Regions from separate parts of the Mus musculus genome. Here all the other regions are linked to region 1. Evidence: chromatin contacts called from public HiChIP or PLAC-seq data. All regions are on one chromosome and are shown on one strand. Each heading gives the region's core, a stretch centred on a gene start, on an enhancer-like site or on the middle of the called end of the contact. The rest is flanking DNA. Distances are from core to core; before and after follow the strand shown. Region 1 overlaps Ltbp4 (latent transforming growth factor beta binding protein 4). Region 2 overlaps Sptbn4 (spectrin beta, non-erythrocytic 4). Region 3 holds the start of Itpkc (inositol 1,4,5-trisphosphate 3-kinase C).

The links. HiChIP or PLAC-seq counts read pairs in DNA pulled down with a chosen protein or histone mark.
Region 2: an H3K27ac HiChIP or PLAC-seq map of embryonic stem cells shows a contact between it and region 1, with 16 read pairs. The contact joins two enhancer-like sites. A contact is called at or near these places in 1 of 39 promoter capture datasets (macrophages), 4 of 15 datasets of contacts at CTCF or cohesin (CD8 T cells, embryonic stem cells and pro-B cells), 22 of 484 Hi-C or Micro-C datasets (the G1E-ER4 cell line, the HL-1 cell line, the N1E-115 cell line and 13 more), 16 of 115 datasets of contacts at active chromatin or transcription factors (embryonic stem cells, epiblast stem cells, forebrain and 1 more) and 5 of 9 other capture datasets (adipose tissue, embryonic stem cells, embryonic tail and 2 more).
Region 3: a contact with region 1 is called in an H3K27ac HiChIP or PLAC-seq map of embryonic stem cells, with 14 read pairs. The contact joins the promoter of Itpkc here to the enhancer-like site in region 1. A contact is called at or near these places in 2 of 15 datasets of contacts at CTCF or cohesin (CD8 T cells and embryonic stem cells), 3 of 115 datasets of contacts at active chromatin or transcription factors (all in embryonic stem cells) and 3 of 9 other capture datasets (adipose tissue, liver and pancreatic islet).

What each region holds. Positions count from the first base shown.
Region 1 is chr7:27,308,781-27,312,256 of GRCm38.p6, reverse strand. Ltbp4 (latent transforming growth factor beta binding protein 4) reads left to right here. Exons shown (of 30, transcript NM_001113549.1): 23 at 1,470-1,736; 24 at 2,005-2,076; 25 at 2,843-2,971; 26 at 3,190-3,336. Among named protein-coding and RNA genes, the nearest start is that of Gm30543, 19 kb to the left of the region's middle. Within about 2 kb of position 1,641, at least 41 of the 459 cell types and tissues checked have an H3K27ac peak or open chromatin away from gene starts, as enhancers often do. A contact at or near this core is called in differentiating embryonic stem cells, embryonic stem cells and pancreatic islet, where this site is marked.
Region 2 is chr7:27,402,487-27,405,962 of GRCm38.p6, reverse strand. Sptbn4 (spectrin beta, non-erythrocytic 4) reads left to right here. Exons shown (of 36, transcript NM_032610.2): 16 at 1,045-1,795; 17 at 3,025-3,227. Among named protein-coding and RNA genes, the nearest start is that of Sptbn4, 42 kb to the left of the region's middle. Within about 2 kb of position 1,507, at least 13 of the 459 cell types and tissues checked have an H3K27ac peak or open chromatin away from gene starts, as enhancers often do. A contact at or near this core is called in differentiating embryonic stem cells and embryonic stem cells, where this site is marked.
Region 3 is chr7:27,227,083-27,230,558 of GRCm38.p6, reverse strand. Itpkc (inositol 1,4,5-trisphosphate 3-kinase C) reads left to right here and starts at 1,942. Exons shown (of 7, transcript NM_181593.3): 1 at 1,942-3,208. The coding sequence starts at 2,072. It also overlaps a transcript of Coq8b not described here.

The sequences.
Region 1 (3,476 bases), core at 392-2,891:
ATCTGACTGACTGGGAAGATCGGAGACCAAAGAGAGCTGGAGGGGGAAAGGAGATACCCCGGCCATCCTGAGGAGAGGTTTGGGGGCGGGGGGGGGGTTCTGGAGGGGTCTGTGTCTGAACTAAGTAGGATGAACAGAAACAAGTAGCTAAATGTGTGAGTCGGGCGTTGTGTAGTGGTGACCGTCTGTCTATGTTTATCCTGCTTATGGCTTGAGGGTGGAGTCCACCTATGGGGAATACACGGTTGCAGGAGTGTGAGGCTATTGCTCACCGACTGGGGACCAGGAAGCAAGGATGGGAGAACTCAGTTGGTTTTTCCTTCTTCCCTTTTTATTCAGTTCCAAGTTCTATCCTAGGGGGGGCTGCCGTAGGTCTTCCTGGAAAAGCCCTCACAGACATACCTAGAAGGTGTGCCTCGCTAATGCTCTGGGTACTTGTTTTAGGAGGTTGGACTTCTCAGGGCACGGAGCACCATGGACCGGTTTCAATCCAGAAAGAGTTTGGAATCTCCCTGGGGATGCTGTGTGAAAGTGTTGAGTGAAAGTGTTGAAGCAGAGAGGACAAAGTTGGACCAAACCAGGGGTCTTGAGTGGGGAGGGGCAGTGTAACCTCAAGCTTTTACACACGTGCCCCTATTCCCAAAATAATGACTCTGAGACTTATTTATTTATGAATAAATGTCATAAGTGTTGACTCATTCCTGCCAGTTTGTAACTCAATTATCCTGTTCAAACTAGTCTAAGTCTGCCATAAGACTAGTTACCTCTCCTCGGTTTCACGTGTCTTTCTTCCTCAGAGACCGGGATATATCCTCCCGCCTCTGTCTCCTAGCGTTCCAATCTCTCTAAACTGGAACTCCCACCTTCTATTTCCTGCCTCTTGCTAATAGGCCATCAGCTTTTGATTGACAGGTGATGCTTCCACACAGTGCACAAGAGATTCTCTCTACAGGACAGTGGGTGGGAGAAACATCTAAGAGGTGGGCAAGCGACGAGGCTGCCTGCCTGGCGGGGGAGTGGTTTGATCTAGTCTGGGACAAGCTGGGTGTGAAGACCCAGAGGGTCACAGGGAAAGCACAGGAAATCACCTGTCCCCTCCTGTCCCATAGCTGAGGGGACACCAGGAAGTGGGAGAGTGTGAAGCAAAGGATACCAAAGTGATAGGAGAGGGCAAATAGCCAAAATGAAACTAGGCATGGTGGCTCACACCTGTAATCTCAGCACTTAGGGGGTGAGGCAAGGAGGATCTCTGAGTTTATGCCGTACTAGACTACTAAATGATATTGATTTTTAAAAATCAGTTTGAATCCTTGTGGTGGTGTACGCCTTTAATCCTAGCACTCGGGAGGCAGAGGCTAGGAGTTCAAGGTTTGCTTGGTCTACAGAGTGGGTTGCAGGACAGCCAGGGCTACATGCTACACAAGGAAACCCTCTCTCAAAAACAAATACCTTGCCTTTTGTTTCTTCAGGCACGTTCCCTGGCTCCCAGCCCCAAGCACCTGCCAGCCCCAGTCTTCCAGCCAGGCCACCAGCCCCTCCCCCACCTCGAAGACCCAGCCCTCCCAGGCAGGGTCCCGTGAGCAGTGGACGTCGCGAGTGCTACTTTGATACAGCCGCTCCAGATGCGTGTGACAATATCTTGGCCCGAAACGTGACGTGGCAGGAGTGCTGCTGTACTGTGGGAGAAGGCTGGGGCAGCGGCTGCCGCATCCAACAGTGCCCGGGCACCGAGACAGGTGGGCGTGGCCTGTGAGGGAGACAAGGGCTCAAGCTCTTGGTGTAGATATGGGGATTGGAAAGAGGATACGTTTAGACTAAGGATTGGGTTAGTGGTGCAGCCGGGACAAGAGTGAGCCATCAGCCACCAGGCGGGCATCAGTGGGCATGAAGCTGAGAAGTGGGTGCTGACAGGCCTGGGCTTTAGCACCTGGTAGGAGGCTACAGCCAGTGAACTCAGGCAGGGACTGGGGCTCGGGTTTCAGAGTTCTTTCCTTCTATGTACAGCTGAATACCAGTCATTGTGTCCTCACGGCCGGGGCTACCTGGTGCCCAGTGGAGACCTGAGTGCCCGGAGAGGTAAGGCCAGACTTCAACCCCACCTACCCTCAGTCCCTAGGCCAAGCTCTGTCTCACCCTGCCTCTGTTCCTTCTTGCTTGCTTGCTTTCTCATTTGTTAGCTTATTTTTGAGGAGTGTATCTCACTAGTAGTCCAGACCAGCCTCAAACTTGTAAGCCACTCAATTTCTTGCTCCTGTCTTTCTTTTTCTTCTTCCTTCCTTTTCCTTTTCCTTTTTTTTTTTTTTTTTTTTTTTTTTTTTTTTTTTTTGTTAATTTTCTTTTGGGTTTTCAAGACAGGATTTCCTTAGGTAGCCCTGGCTGTCCTGGAACTCACTCCATAGACCAGGCTGGCCTTGAACTCAGAGATCCACCTGCCTCTGGCTCCCTAGTGCTGAGATCCATGGTGTGTGCCAGTACCACCTGCTATACCTTTCTTTTCTCTCCTCATTTTTAATTTGTGTTTTTGGCTACAGAGTCAAGTAGCCCAGGCTTGCCAAGAATTAGCCAGGCAGCAGAAGCTAACCTTGAACTCCTGTTCCTCCTATTTCCACCTCTTGACTGCTGGGTTTTCATGCATGCTCCGACATACCTGGCTCCCTTTTCTGTCTCTCACTTTATTCTTAAGATCCCCTCCTCATCCTGCCTTCTGGTTCCAGTTTTCCGTGCCTCAACTTGCGGGTACCATTGCGCTCTTCCTCTCTTGTGACTGGCTATATCCCACACTACCTGTTTTCTTCAAATCAAACCCACCCCTGCCCTCACCTCCCTCCACCTTTTCCTGCAGATGTGGACGAATGCCAACTCTTCCAGGACCAGGTGTGCAAGAGCGGAGTGTGTGTGAACACGGCCCCAGGCTACTCTTGCTATTGCAGCAACGGGTTCTACTATCACGCACACAGGCTGGAGTGCGTTGGTATGAGCCCCACCTTCCCCACCCCCAATTCTGGCCAGGCCAGTCCCCCCTCCAACACCCCACCCCACCCCACCCCCGCCCCAAGTAGGAATGTAGCCAACCCAGCAGGAAGTCTAGACTCTATCCATCACAATGTGAGCTGAGGAAATGTGAACCAGAGTTCATCCTGGTAACTGCCTCCCCCGCAACCCCCCGCCCTTCCTCCCATACTTTCCTAGATAATGACGAATGTGCGGACGAGGAGCCTGCTTGTGAAGGTGGCCGCTGCGTCAACACGGTGGGCTCTTACCACTGTACCTGCGAGCCCCCACTGGTGCTGGACGGCTCCCGGCGACGCTGCGTCTCCAACGAGAGCCAGAGCCTGGGTAACCCCGCCCACGGTCCCGCCCAGCCCCACCCCCCTCTCCCAGCCTGTAGATCTCTAGGCTTAGCTTCTTCCTTACAAATCTTCAAGGCCCCTAACACCTGGATGGGGCTCAGAATCTGACTTTTTGCTTGTTTGGTT
Region 2 (3,476 bases), core at 258-2,757, 94 kb before region 1:
GCCTATGCTTTCCACATGCTAGGATTATGGGAGTGTACCATCACGACTGGCTTCCTAAGTACTTTAATTTAATTAACTGTTTTATCCTCCAGCCTCCTGGGGTCCACAATAGAGCTTCCAGAATTTAGAACATGTTTTTTTTTAAATTACATTTTGGGTGGTATAGAGGGGTCTGAGGCAGAAGGAACTGGAGTCCAGGGTTTCAAGGCAACTTAAAAACCAGAAGTGTACCTGTATCCAGTGCCATCACTGAGGAGACAGAAGCAGAAAGATCACAAGTTCCAGGCTAGCCTCAGCTACCTACTAGGACCTGTCTAAAAAGGGATGGGGTGGGGTGTATATACCTGCAGATGAAATGAGCACAGACATTAAAAAGTAAATTATGGGGCTGGAGAGATGGCTCAGTGGTTAAGAGCTCTTCCAGAGATCTTGAGTTCAATTTTCAGCAACCAGAATGGTGGCCTACAACCATTTGTAATGGGATCTGATGCCCTCTTCTGGTGTGTCTGAAGACAGCATCAGTGTACATAAAATAAATAAGCAATTCTTAAAAAAAAAAAAAGACACACATCATGCCCTCTTCCCCTTCCCCTCCCTCCCTCCCTTCCTCCTCCTCCTCCTCCTCCTCCTCCTCCTCCTCCTCCTCCTCCTCCTCCTCCTCCTCCTCCTCCTCCTTTGACAGGGTCTGTGTAGCCCAAGGAGTGCTAAGATCATAGGTGTGTACTACACCACACAGCCGTGATTCTCTGGACTGTGTGCCCTAGGCAGGCAGCTGTTGTCTGTTTTCCGTCCTCAGTTGCTAATAAACTCTGAAAGATAATGAGATAACAAACAGAATCCTAATATTATTATGAAGATAATTTGGTAGCGCTGGAACGATACATACATTGAAAGTTGTGCTCTAAGCACTGTCCAGAGTGAGATACTATTGATTTAGGCACAAACTGGGACTCTCCCAGGCTTCTGAGCGTCCGAAAACCTGGATTTTACCCTGGGTGTGCGGATTCTCCGCATCCGATCACCCTCTTTCCCGCCCCTGAACAGGTGGAACCGCATCGTGGAGTTGGTGGAACAGCGCAAAGAGGAGATGAGCGCGGTGCTGCTGGTGGAGAACCACGTGCTGGAGGTGGCCGAGGTGCGCGCCCAAGTGCGCGAGAAGCGACGGGCAGTGGAGAGCGCGCCCCGGGCGGGGGGAGCCCTGCAATGGCGCCTGAGTGGCCTGGAGGCGGCTCTACAGGCGCTAGAGCCGCGACAGGCGGCGCTGCTGGAGGAGGCGGCGCTGCTGGCCGAACGCTTCCCCGCACAGGCGACGCGCCTGCACCAGGGCGCCGAGGAGCTAGGAGCCGAGTGGGGCGCACTGGCCGGAGCGGCTCAGGCCTGCGGCGAGGCGGTTGCGGCGGCAGGTCGCCTGCAGCGTTTCCTGCGCGATTTGGATACTTTCCTGGACTGGCTGGTGCGGGCGCAGGAGGCAGCAGGCGCCGTCGAGGGGCCGCTGCCTCGCAGCCTGGAGGAGGCGGATGGGCTGCTGGCGCGCCACGCCGCGCTCAAGGAGGAGGTGGATCAGCGTGAGGAGGACTACGCGCGCATCGTGGCTGCCAGTGAAGCGCTGCTAGCGTCCGAGGGCGCGGAGCTGGGCCCCGGTCTGGCGCTAGACGAGTGGCTGCCGCACCTCGAGGTTGGCTGGCACAAACTGCTCGGCTTGTGGGAGGAGCGCAGGGAGGCGCTGGTCCAAGCGCACGTCTATCAACTCTTCCTGAGAGACCTGTGCCAGGCGCTTGCGGTGCTGCGCAACCAGGTGCCTGATGGCTGTCTGGGGTGCGGGGTCTGGGCTGAGAGGGATTGGGTGTGGGGGCACAGACTTGCTTTGATGTGTTTCCTGGGACCCCTAGATTCCTGCTTTGTTTGGGGGTAGGGAATTAAAGGAGTAGTGGTTTATCTGGAAAATTGAGGTCTGTGACAGAGATAAAAGGTTATGTTGAATGGTGTGGGTTCATGGGGCGGTATATTTTCTATCTATCTATCTATCTATCTATCTATCTATCTATCTATCTATCTATCTATCATCGAATCAAGACAGGGCCTTTCTATATAGTCTTGGCGGTGCTGGAACTCGCTATGTAGATTAGGCTGGACTTGCATTCACAAAGATCCTACTGCCTCTGCCTTACAAGTGCTAGGATTAAAGGCATGTGCCACCACCATTCGCGCATAGTAGCATAGACGACCAGCTTTTAATTTAAAAAATTATTTTTATTTGTTTTGCCTGTGTGTATTCATGCATAAAATGCATTTAGAGTCCTGGGAGGCCAGAAGAGGGCACCAGATCCTTTGGGATTAGAGTTACAGTTATGAGCCACCATGTGGGTGATGGGAATCGAACACAGGTCCTTTGGAAGAGCAGCGTGTGCTCTTAATACTGGAGCCATCTCTCCATCTTCCTATCTTTTAATTTAAAAAAGAATTTATTTTTATTATATTTAACGGTGTGCACCTGTGTGTACACGTGAAGATTCCCAAGAAGGCCAAGGCGATGGAGCCACTGGAGTTGGTCGTTGTGGAATGCGGAATGTGGGTGCTAGGAACCCAACTCAGATTTTTCTGGACGAGCAGTAAATACTCTTAACCAATGAGCCATTTGTCCAACCCTTGCTTTTATGGAGACAGGATCTATGGAGCCCTGGGGGTCTGGAACTCTCTGTACAGACCAGGCTGGCCTTGAACTCTCACAGATCTTCCAGTCTCCACTTCACAAAGTTCTGAGATTAATGCTCTGCTTGGGTTTAGTGGTTTATGAGAGGTGAATTTGAAGTGGCTTATTGGGATTGTGGATTATCTGGAAGGAGCTAGCAAGAGAGGATAATTCATAGATTTGGCAGAGTGGGCAGAGACCTGGGGGAATCTGGAAGGACAGACTGCTAAAAAGAGGGGCCAGCAGGAGTAAAAGACCCTGAGGTGGAACTGTGCCTGAAGCCAACCAGCGTCCTGGGGTGGAGCCAAGCTGACCTGTATCCCTTCCGTTCCCAGGAGGTGGCGCTGTCTGGCGCTGAACTCCCTTGCACAGTGGAGTCGGTAGAAGAGGCGATGAAAAGGCACCGGGATTTTCTCACCACGATGGAGCTGAACCAGCAAAAGATGCAGGTGGCGGTTCAAGCTGCAGAGAGCCTGCTGCGGCAAGGCAACGCCTACGGGGAGCAGGCGCAGGAGGCAGTGGCTCGGCTGCTAGAGAAGTAGGTCCCCGGTTCCAAAACTGTGCCCAGAAAGTGGGGTCTGGGCACCGTAGAGTGGGGAAGGGATACCCAGATCTTTCTTCCCACCCCTATTTCCAGCTTCTCTGCCTTTTCTCGTTTCAATTTAATTCCTTATTTGTTTATTTGTTTATTTAATCTATGTTTTTGGCACAGGGTCTCTTGTAGACCAAATTGGCCTGGGTTTTTTTTACATCCATGCATCCATCTCTCCATCCATCCATCCATCCA
Region 3 (3,476 bases), core at 693-3,192, 82 kb after region 1:
CCCTCTTCTGGTGTGTCTGAAGTCAGCTACACTGTACTTATGTATAATAATAAATAATTTTTTTAAACCCAAGACCTTGTGCCCATGTAAAACCCAGGCTCTTGTTTTTTGAGATTGGCTCTTATCATGTAGGCCAGGTTGGTGTTGGGCTAGTGAAACATAAGAATGTCTTGTGTCTGCCTCCTGTGTAATATGATTATATGAGTGTGCCATCACCCATGGTTTAGACATGAGATTTCTTCATTGTTTTAAACATTGAAATTCTTTTCTTTAAGATTTATTTATTATGTGTGTACATTATAGCTGTCTTCAGACACACACCAGAAGAGGGCATCCGGTTTCATCACAGATGGTTGTGAGCCACCATGTGGTTGCTGGGAATTGAACTCAGGACCCCTGGAAGAGCAGTCAGTGCTCTTAACCACTGAGTCATCTCTCCAGCCCTGGAATTCTTTCCTAAAAAGGTCTTACCTATGTACTTTATTATTCGAGGCAGGGTTTCTATATGTAGCTCTGGCTGACCTGGAACTAGCATAAATTCACAGAGATCTGTCTGCCTCTGTCCTGAGTACTGGGGATTAAAGGTGTGTGCCACCCTGCCAGCCTTAAAAAGATTTAATTTTATGTGTGCGGGTAATTTTGCCTGCAAATGTCTGTGCATGCTATGCATGCCCTGAAGAAACCACAAGAGGGTGTTCAATGCCCTAGAATTGTGGTTAGAGATGATTGTGAACCCCCATTCAGGGTGCTAGAAACCAAACTCCCAATTCTTCAAGAGAGCGACTAATGGCTCTTAACTACAGATCCATCTCTCCAGCCCTGAGACTGTTTTTGTTGTTTTTCTTTTTCTTTCTTCCTTCCTTCCTCTCTCTCTCTCTTTCTCTCTCTCCCCTGTTGTTGTTGGTTTGTTTGTTTTTCAAGACAGGGTTTCTCAGTATAGCCCCTGGCTGTCCTGGAACTCACTCTGTAGACCAGGCTGGCCTCAAACTCAGAAATCCGCCTGCCTCTGCCTCCCAAGAGCTGGGATTAAAGGCGTGCGCCACCACCGCCCGGGTTTTGTTGTTTTTCAAGACATGGTTTCTGTGTAATAGCCCTGGCTGTCCTAGAACTCACTTTGTAGATCAGGCTGGCCTTGAACTCAGAAATCTGCCTGCCTTTGACTCCTTAGTACAGTAATTAACGGTGTAGGGCACATACCCGGCTAGCCCTGGAATTCTTTGAAAACAAACACATATAAATTTATTTATCCACAAATCTCGCACTCTGCAGTCCTGGGCTCGAACTCAGGACATCAGATTTGGCAGACCTGCTGTCATTTCATTCCCCTCCCCTTTTGTGTGTATTGGGGAGGAGTGTTTGAGATGGGGGGTCTATGTGGTCCAGGTTGGCCTAGAACTCACATAGATCCGTTAGCCTCTGCCTCCAGAGTGCGGGTATAAAAAGCTGTACCATCAAGTTGTCTCCTCTGTGTGCGTGTGTGACTACCCCTGACTAGGAACTGGCCATGGAACTAAGGATGACAACCTCTGAACCTCCACTCTCCATTTCCCAAGTGTTGGGATTACAGGTTTGTACCACCATGCATCAGACTTCTCACGGGAGATTTAGTGGAAGGGAAGGCAACTAACTGCTTGAGAATTGACTGCGGAAGCACTGAAACTTACGCCTGTGGGGATGTCTCAAGTCTTTGGAAAGTCCATCTTGTCTCTGAATGTTGAATGAGTGCGTGGTTGAACTTGTTACTGGGGCGGAGTAAGTGATGTAGGGAAAGATCGCGGGGGCGCACGACCTAGACCCTGACCAGAATCAGAAGCCAAGTGCTGGTTCCCTGCGAGACACACGGTGGCATCCGAGGCTCCGCCCCACACTCGTCAACTCGTCACTTCCGGCGAGGGCCGTGTTTTGGGCTTTCCCTGGGAGGTGGAGTATCGGTTAACCCCTGCATATCCGAGCGGCCTGGAGCTCGGCGGGCCGGAACCCACGAGTTGGGGCTCCCCAGCCACACCCCTCGTAGGATTTTAAAGGGGAAGGAGGGGCCGGACGGGCCAAAGCCCGGGCCCTGGGAGCGGGTATGAGGCGCTGCCCGTGCCGGGGGAGCCTGAGCGAGGCGGAGGCCGGCGCACTGCCAGCCGAGGCCCGCATGGGGCTGGAGGCGCTGCGAGGTGGGCGGCGGCGACAGCCTGGACTACAACGACCTGGACCGGGAGCAGGTGGCCCGACGGGACGGCCGGAGGGGGGCGGTCCCCGGGCCTGGATCGAGGAGTCCAGCCTCCACTCCGAGGCGGAGAGGACCGACCTCGAGCCTGCGCCGTGTCCGAACGGTCCACAGGCAGAATCCTGTGGAGATGGACACGCGGAGTGCGAAGCAGCTGGCCTAGTAGTTGCGTCGGAGAAGCCCAGGCAAAATAAGGAGCTAGACGGGTCCAACCTCCAGACACATCCAAGAAGGAACAGCCCCCTGGTTGAGATGGAGATGGCCGGTTCCTGGACAGATGGCTTTCGAACTGATCTTCACAGATCTGACCTCCAGTCTCGGCCAAAGAGAGCCAGCCTCTGTACCCAACCAGGGTTTGATGAGTCCTGGACCGAACTGGACAGATCCGATATGTGGCAGACTCTGCCAGAGAGGGACAACAAGCCCAGGGTTGATAACCTTAGGACCCACCATGGCGTGTCCAAACTCCAAACTCACCCAGTCTGCCTCTCACCAGAATCAAGTGCTGATAACTCCGGCAAAGAATTGTCCGCGGATGCTTCCAGGACTCCACATGACACCGACGGCTTCTGGATAGAGTCCCAAACTGATGACTCTCTCAAAGGACCTAGTACTCAGACAGCCTGCAGACAACCTGGGAGTGATGGTTTTTCCTCAAAAGACACTGAGAGTGCCTTGACTCAACCTGGCACTGATGGCCTCCGGGATGACAGCGTTTTGGGGGAGTCCAATGGAAATGATCCATTAGATTTATCAGAGCCTGGAGAGTTGGTGACTAACCTGTGCTCCCACCTGGAGTGCAGCTCCCTGTGTCCTGTGCCCCGCCTTATCATCACCCCAGAGACTCCTGAACCTGAGGCCCAGCCGGTGGGACCCCAATCCCGGATTGAGGGGGGCACTGGCGGCTTCTCTTCTGCCTCCTCTTTTGATGAATCTGAGGATGACTTGGTAGCCGGGGGCGGAGGTACCAGCGATCCTGAGGACAGAGCTGGAGTGAGTAGGACCCACCACCCCAAATCTCATGTCCTCCCATCCTTTTGCCTTGGCTTAGAAAGTCCTCTTCCAGGTTACTCTTACCTACCTGCCGGCAATTCCATCTCTCGCTCCCTCTTCCATTCACTGGTCACTTCCCCGTGACACCAGGTGACTAACCCATTTCATTAACCCCCTACTCTTTGCTCTTTCATTTCTGTCTTTTCCTTTAACCCCTCTGTCACTAGTTCTTGGGAGCGGTCCGCAGTGGACCTTAATCAGGCCTAAG